Linked DNA regions of Mus musculus: region 1 is linked to region 2. Evidence: chromatin contacts called from public promoter capture Hi-C data. All regions are on one chromosome and are shown on one strand. The core of a region is the stretch at or near the end of the contact, and the rest is flanking DNA. Distances in the headings are between cores, read along the strand shown. Region 1 holds the start of C8a (complement component 8, alpha polypeptide). Region 2 overlaps Dab1 (disabled 1).

Evidence for each region. Promoter capture Hi-C pulls out the DNA fragments that hold promoters and counts their contacts.
Region 1: a promoter capture Hi-C map of liver shows a contact between it and region 2, with 6 times the contacts expected there. The contact joins the promoter of C8a here to the enhancer-like site in region 2. A contact is called at or near these places in 5 of 39 promoter capture datasets (cranial neural crest, hippocampal neurons, liver and 1 more), 9 of 484 Hi-C or Micro-C datasets (cerebral cortex, cortical neurons, cumulus cells and 4 more), 3 of 115 datasets of contacts at active chromatin or transcription factors (VIP interneurons and astrocytes) and 2 of 9 other capture datasets (adipose tissue and pancreatic islet).

What each region holds. Positions count from the first base shown.
Region 1 is chr4:104,874,791-104,878,179 of GRCm38.p6, reverse strand. It overlaps C8a (complement component 8, alpha polypeptide), which reads left to right and starts at 1,782. Exons shown (of 11, transcript NM_146148.2): 1 at 1,782-1,900. The coding sequence starts at 1,824. It also overlaps a transcript of Fyb2 not described here.
Region 2 is chr4:104,724,586-104,727,976 of GRCm38.p6, reverse strand. It overlaps Dab1 (disabled 1), which reads right to left. Exons shown (of 18, transcript NM_001369047.1): 15 at 1-417. Among named protein-coding and RNA genes, the nearest start is that of C8b, 40 kb to the left of the region's middle. Within about 2 kb of position 2,101, at least 13 of the 459 cell types and tissues checked have an H3K27ac peak or open chromatin away from gene starts, as enhancers often do. A contact at or near this core is called in liver and second pharyngeal arch cranial neural crest, where this site is marked.

The DNA.
Region 1 (3,389 bases), core at 533-3,032, 150 kb before region 2:
ACCGAGGTTTGAGATAAGGAGAATAGTCACATGGGAAACTTCAGGAGACAGTGGGTTTAAAAAGAGCATGCCACCATCATACATATAAAAAGGAGAGACCCAGGAGTTCTGGGAAGAAGAAGGCAGGCCAGACTCTCGTAGTACCTCACAGGCATCATTGATACTTTGGTTAGTTATATTTCTCTGTAGTGGGGACCTCTGTGCATTGTGGGACATTCAGCAGCGGCTTTGTCTCTATCCACTGGATGCCAATAGCATATCTCTACCCCATGGGACCATCATAAGCATCCTTGGGCATTGTCAAGTGGTCTTTGGAGGGTAATGTCACCCCTGCTGGAGAAGACAGTGCTGGGGGAGGTCTGTTCCCCATGAAGGAATCTATGGAAATGGTTGGGGACCCTGAGTTCCAGTCTCAGGGGACTCTGCATGTCTGAGATAGGAACTTTGTCATACATTGGATGTCAGGAGTTAGGAGAAAGGTGAGGTCCAGATACACTACCTTGAGCAGTTCAAGGGTGTCCAGATGTAACATCCCCATCCCTATATCTGCAGTCACAGCACAGAAAAGACCAACTTAGTTTCTTGTGGGAGAAGAAGACAAGAAAGTTTTCAAATGATGTATACGCAGGGGAAAACTGAGGCGAAGACGACCTAGGAATCAAAACTGGAGAGAAGTGGGAAGCAGAGAGACAGTCTTAGGACCCCTCCAGCTTTCAGAACAGGCGCTCACATCTGCCTACACCTCTGAGGAGAGGAAGGGAGCTGCTGCTTGATGGCTTTCTGAGGTTTCCACACACGAATCAGAATCTCAGGCGCCCAAGCTGGTCAGTGTGTCTCCCCATTGAGATCAGTAATGATGCAACCGGCTAATCCCACTAAGGCAAAGCTGCACCGCTCCAGGCATAGCCAGGCAGCTGTACACCCTTGAGCTAGTTAGCTCAGCACTGATCTGAGCTCTCACTTCATCCGTGGCAATATGGACTTAGTAATTTTCACGTGGCAGACTTCTTGATTGAAGATTAAATACAAAGAGACATACGAAGCACCTATCGCATAGAGTAGTATTTAACGACTCTTGGCTATTTACTCATCTATTTTCTGTCCATCTCTAGTTACTTGATTTACTTTATGTCTGCGGGAGTGGGGGATTATATCCAGGTATGGCATCTTCAGTGCAGATGTGTTGGCTATGATTGGCATTATAATTCCAGAGAGAGTTTCTGAAGATGTATATTTAAGACATCTGGTCCCCTTGAGACATAAATAGGCTGAATCTTAATGATACTCAGTGTTTGTATTGAAAGTAGAAAGTCCAGTGAGTCACATGCATTTCCAGGCTCCAGATGTTTGGAGAGCCATGGCAAAACCTTTATGTAACTGTCAGCATGCCTGTACCTTCCTGGATGCTTGCATCTGAACTTCTGTACCAAATGAGCCTTATGCCTTGCTACTCTCTTCAACAACAGACTCATTTGACTGTAGAAGCTCCAGGAGCCACTACAAGACACCAGGATGCCTGCAACAGCACCTGCATCTCTCTGAAAACAAAACTCTTCACTGAACTGATTTTAGTTAAACATCACCTTTCCTTAGCCATGTGGATAATTTTTTAAAAGGGCTAAAGGGCTTGGGGCCATTTTGAAGGCGTTTGGCTAATCAATACCTTGGTTACTAGTTAATCACATTGAATGGGAACTGGGGGACTTTTGACCATTTTAAACATCCGGTAGACAATTTGGGTCCCAGCCTGGATATATCTATGGCTTCTAAGGTAGGCTCTTCTCGTCTTTTACATAGACACTAGTTGGTGACTTCTGGATGAGATGTTTGTGGTTGCTTTCTTTGGCTTGTCTTTGGTGGCATGGCACCCTGGGGTAACTGCACAAGAGAAGGTGAACCAGTAAGTGGGCTTTGGATCCTTACAAAACTGAGGTCTTCTGCTGGGGAATCTAAGACATGGTGATGTTGGCAGTGGGCTGTGGTGGCATGGAAGAGAATCTCTTTTCATATTGTTACTAATCCAGCGGAGGAGTGGAGCAGAGGAGAAGCCAGTTAGTAATAACGAGATCAGCCAGCTATCAATTTCCACTCAGCAGTGGGGTAACGCAGACCACAGTGTTTAATCTCTCTGATTTCCCAGTTTTCCTGCCTGTAGATGGAGCCTCATAGCACCTCTTCTATAACAGAAGATGCAGATGTAATACAATCCTGGATTTCAAATGTCCTCTGTATATAGTAGGCATTTAATAAGTCGAATTTTTCTCAAGCAATGTGAGACAGTTAAGAGAAAATGGTAAAAAAGAAATCCCACTTACACTGGTTGGGGGGATATATTTAGGTAATATATGTAAATATTTTTGTGGGTAAGAGCAAGACATTGTAGAGAGACGTGGCCACATCATTCTAAACCTTTGTTTTGAGGAGACAGCAGAGGCAACATTCTCCTGTGTCTTGCATTTTTGGCTCTTCTATTTTCCTGAGATTTCCAACCTGCCTTCAGATATTTATATTTCATTGTTGAATATTTTATTGTACTTAAGCAGAACCTTTATCTAACCTTTGGGACTTTATTTTAAGCATTCTCTGCCTTTCAAACATTGGAGGCTTAAAATAAAGTTATTTTAGTCAAATTCTTATTCGTTGATTTAATTTTGAATCATTAGTGCTCAAATCAGTGGTTCTCAACCTGTGGGTCCTGACCCCTTTGTAAGGGTTAAATGACCCTTTCACAGGGGATGCATATTAGATATCCTGCATGTCAGAGATTAACCTTATGATTTATAACTGTAGCAAAATTACAATTACGAAGTAGAAACAATTTTTTTTTCAGTGGGGGTCACCACAATGTAAGGAACTGTCTTAAAGGGGCACAGCGCTAGGAAGGTTGAGAACCACTGGATTAAATACCACAGTAAGAGAGAGTCCCTTTAAGTAACAGTTCAGAAGGGGAGACGTGTTTTATAAGCAGATAATCTGTAGCTTGTATTTAAAACAAATACAGTTTTAGAACATCATAAAATCCATCGCTAATAATAATTAGAAGACCCAGGCAAGAGGTCGGTGGTGAAGAAAATCTCAGCTGAGATACTCTCAATTATAAAAGCTTATCATCGTAATCCTTTCTGAAAACGAACAGGGTCTTGATGTTTGATGAACTTATCAAACAAGACAGTTCAGTGAAGAGGCAAATTTCGCGTTAAGGCAGAGAGATCCAAGTCAGTGCTTTACAAAGTGCTGAGGGAGAAACCATGGCGCTCACTGCCAGTGCGTCTGACATCGGTTTTCAAAATAGAAAGTTACAGGACAAAAATCATTCTCCTGGGTTCAAATCCCTGTGCTGGCACTCGCTATGAATAGTTATTTGATCTTGAGCAAATTACATAAGTGTT
Region 2 (3,391 bases), core at 852-3,351:
AGGTCAGGGAGGGCTGGTCAGGCTTCCGGGAGGGTACGGGTGGAGGCTGGACCATCTGGAAATCCTTGAACGACTCCTTCCCCATTTTCTGCCTGGGCTTGTCACTCTGTGGACTTGACCTGGCAGAGTCATTCGTGCCTGGGACGGTTGCAAGGGGGGTGAGGGGACCTTGGAACATGGCGGCTGCTAAAGGCATAACAGTTTGTGTGGGCATGAAGGCGGCTGGCGGGAACTGCCCGGCCACAGTGGGCCAGGCTTGCTGGGTGGCAGGAAAGAGACCTGGCTGGCCCCATGCGATGGGCTGAGCTCCTGGTATCACCTGAGCGACGGGTGGCTGAGCACCCATGGCGATCTGCTGTTGAACAAGGGGCTGCTGGCCCCAGAAGGATGGGAGGACGGCGCCCATAGCGACATAACCTGGAACAGGAGAAAGGAGGATCAAGCATCCTGGGGGGAAAAATCTACAGATTTGAGTGATTGACAGAAGTGTACTGCCCATTTACAGAGTCCCAAGCTGTACTAGGACTTCTTGGGTCTTGACCTCTAGATGTTGACCTACTGGTGGAGGGGCTAGCCCTCATGGGAGAGGTCTTAAGTAGGGGTTGAAACACAGCTTAAATCTGGGAATAATAACATTTCCCCATTGTTTCACTTTCCTGAATCTCATAGTTCAGGAGACAGAGCCAGGCACTGAGACCTAATTTTCATTAAGTTTTTCATCAGGCAGGCAGGGTGCAAAGTAAAACTCTGACTGTTAGAACTTCAGAGGCATAGATGAAAGGCCAGATGGCTGCTTCCTCGATGTGTCATCTGGGAGTGCCCCTTAGGATCTGCCATGCTCCAGGCTCTTATCTATAAAATGGGCATACATTATCTCCTTATTTCTGTAGGATGATCTGAAGATTAATATAATTCAGTATTCAAGGAAGGGACTATTGCACCCGACACAGAGTGAACGTTCAACAAACATTAGCTACTCCTGTAACATGGCCCAGATGAACGCTGAAAGGTACATGATAGCTTGCTTGTTGTGTAACTGACAACACCTTACTTTGGGGGTGGGAATACATTACTTCTGTAGGATTACTTTTTACAAGTTTACAAAATAAAAATTGGAGGTTATTAAGCCAATGAGGATACCTCATGCCATGTTTGGTATTACAAACACACCCAGGCAGGTTCTCATATTTATCACCATGGTAACTACTTGCCCAATTATTCTTTTTGGGTGATTGCAATAGGAAGGGAAATGCTGAGGGTCACACAGCTTGCATAAGGTAGGATCAGGATCCAAACTGAGCTGAGTCCATCTCTAGTCAGGATTCTCTTCCTCGTGTTCTGTGCAGCCATCCAGATGACCCACACCTATTTCAGGGTTTTCATGGCACTGCGTCTGGACTACTCTGGGTCCACTGGAATTCTTACATGCTTCCAGTGGTCCTCATGGTTCTCATGGGGACACATACATGGACACCTAAGCCTAAGAGACATGTGGCTGTTCAGTCGGGGCAGAAGGTAGAGAAGCTAGCTTTGCCCAAAGAAGCACTTCAAATGACTGCCAGAATAAAACTATAGGTGCAAAAACGGTGAGATCAGAATGAAACAGGAGAGGATTCAGGGTATGCTAGCAACACGAAAAAGGATGATTGACAGGTGCCGTAGCAATGATAACATCATGGTTCATGTCAGCGACTCTTCTGAGCCCACAGTGATCATATACGAGAGTACCTGGTTCTAGTCTCAATTCAACTGCCCCTCAACCGACTGAAGCTGGATCAAGTCAACATTCCAAGTCTAGTCATTTCTCCATTCCCTTGCCAAGCTGCCTCAGGAGGAAGCTTTAGACAGGGCACAAGGATTTGTTACTGGTGAATCCAGCCACTGTTAAAGGCTTTGAAACAATGAAACAGACATCATGGTAGAACTCTAAGTTTGTTTTTACTGGGGTACACTGTTCAAGCTCTTGATTTATTCACACTGTTCGGTAGCTCACCTACTAATGCAGTGCCTTGACCTCTAACACACTAAGTGACAACAGGGCCACTTGTTTCTCTTGTTCTTTGATTTGCTTTGACATTAACTAAATTATTCTCAGAGGGAATGCTGTCGCCCCCTAGGGGTGAAGAGAAAATTGGTGAGATGTTTTAGTTGTTATGGTAACTGCAGGGAAGTCTGGGCTCCTGGTTTTTAAGGGGCTACCAGCATTGACAGCAGATATCCAAAACTTGTGAGACCAATGCACAGCACAATGACCGATTCTGCCTCCTGATATAAGCCTAGACAGACCAAATGGCTAAGAAATTCAATTTCTCTGCACACAGAGTCAACACCTGTGGTTTCCCAGGAACGTGACAAGTGTGTACACTCAAGGAAGAACGTATGTCATTTGATTTGGAATGTGCGAAAGAGTTTTGGAAAAGGGTGGTCCCAGACAGAAACACTCATTAACAGTTAACACTCATTGTGGCTGGGGCTAGCCTGTATTTTCAGCTGCAGTTTTTCCTGGTAATTCTGCTCTCAGGTATAGTCATCTCATTACTTACTCATTATGTCCTGCAGTATGGTCATGCCCAAGTATTTCTTTATTGAAACACATGCTTTTATTATAAATCACTTCTCATTTCAATTCCATACTATCAGTGTAACATTATACTGATTAAAAATGGTGTAGGAAAATAATGGGTTCCTATAACACTGCAGATATTTGCTATTTTGAGGAGAAAAAAGGATCTAGGCTTCAACTGTGGGTCTTTCAATGTCCTTAGTGACTCTAATGCCCATTTTAATGAGTGAGCAGAAACCTTCAGTTTTGGCCCAGTCATGCCTCACCCTCCTTCCCACCATTCTTCTAAAACAGAAATATACCTATTCTTTGATGATGGGGTTATAACCTATAGTAGAGATACTGTAGGCGATAACCTACTGCACAGCTAGCTAAGCAGCCCAGTAGACTGTGGAGTGAACTTTCCCTCTGATTGCATGGGTGTCTGGGAGCCACAGCTCTCTGTGGCTGCCCAGCAATAGAGAGAGCATTGTACCCCATATTGTTATGTTGGGGGAAAGATCAACACTAACAGTGTGGTTTCTACAGAATGCATATTGCCATCACATAATCACAAAGAAAAATCATTTTAAGGAGAAGCATCCTGAGCCATGAGTTAGGAGTCGGTGCGGCACTTCGAGGTCTTGAGCATAAGGCTCAGCGACATGGCTTTGGCTCACGAGTACCAGCTCAAGAGATCCAGAGGATGGACATCTTCATGTTTTTCCAAGACTGTAATGGAACCTAAGAGCCACAGGTAGATTCATCTCTGATGATTGTACTGTTGGAGGCAGCAAGCCCCCCCCTCATATTTTCTTTTTTCCCCCCACAGGGAGCTAACAGATGGGC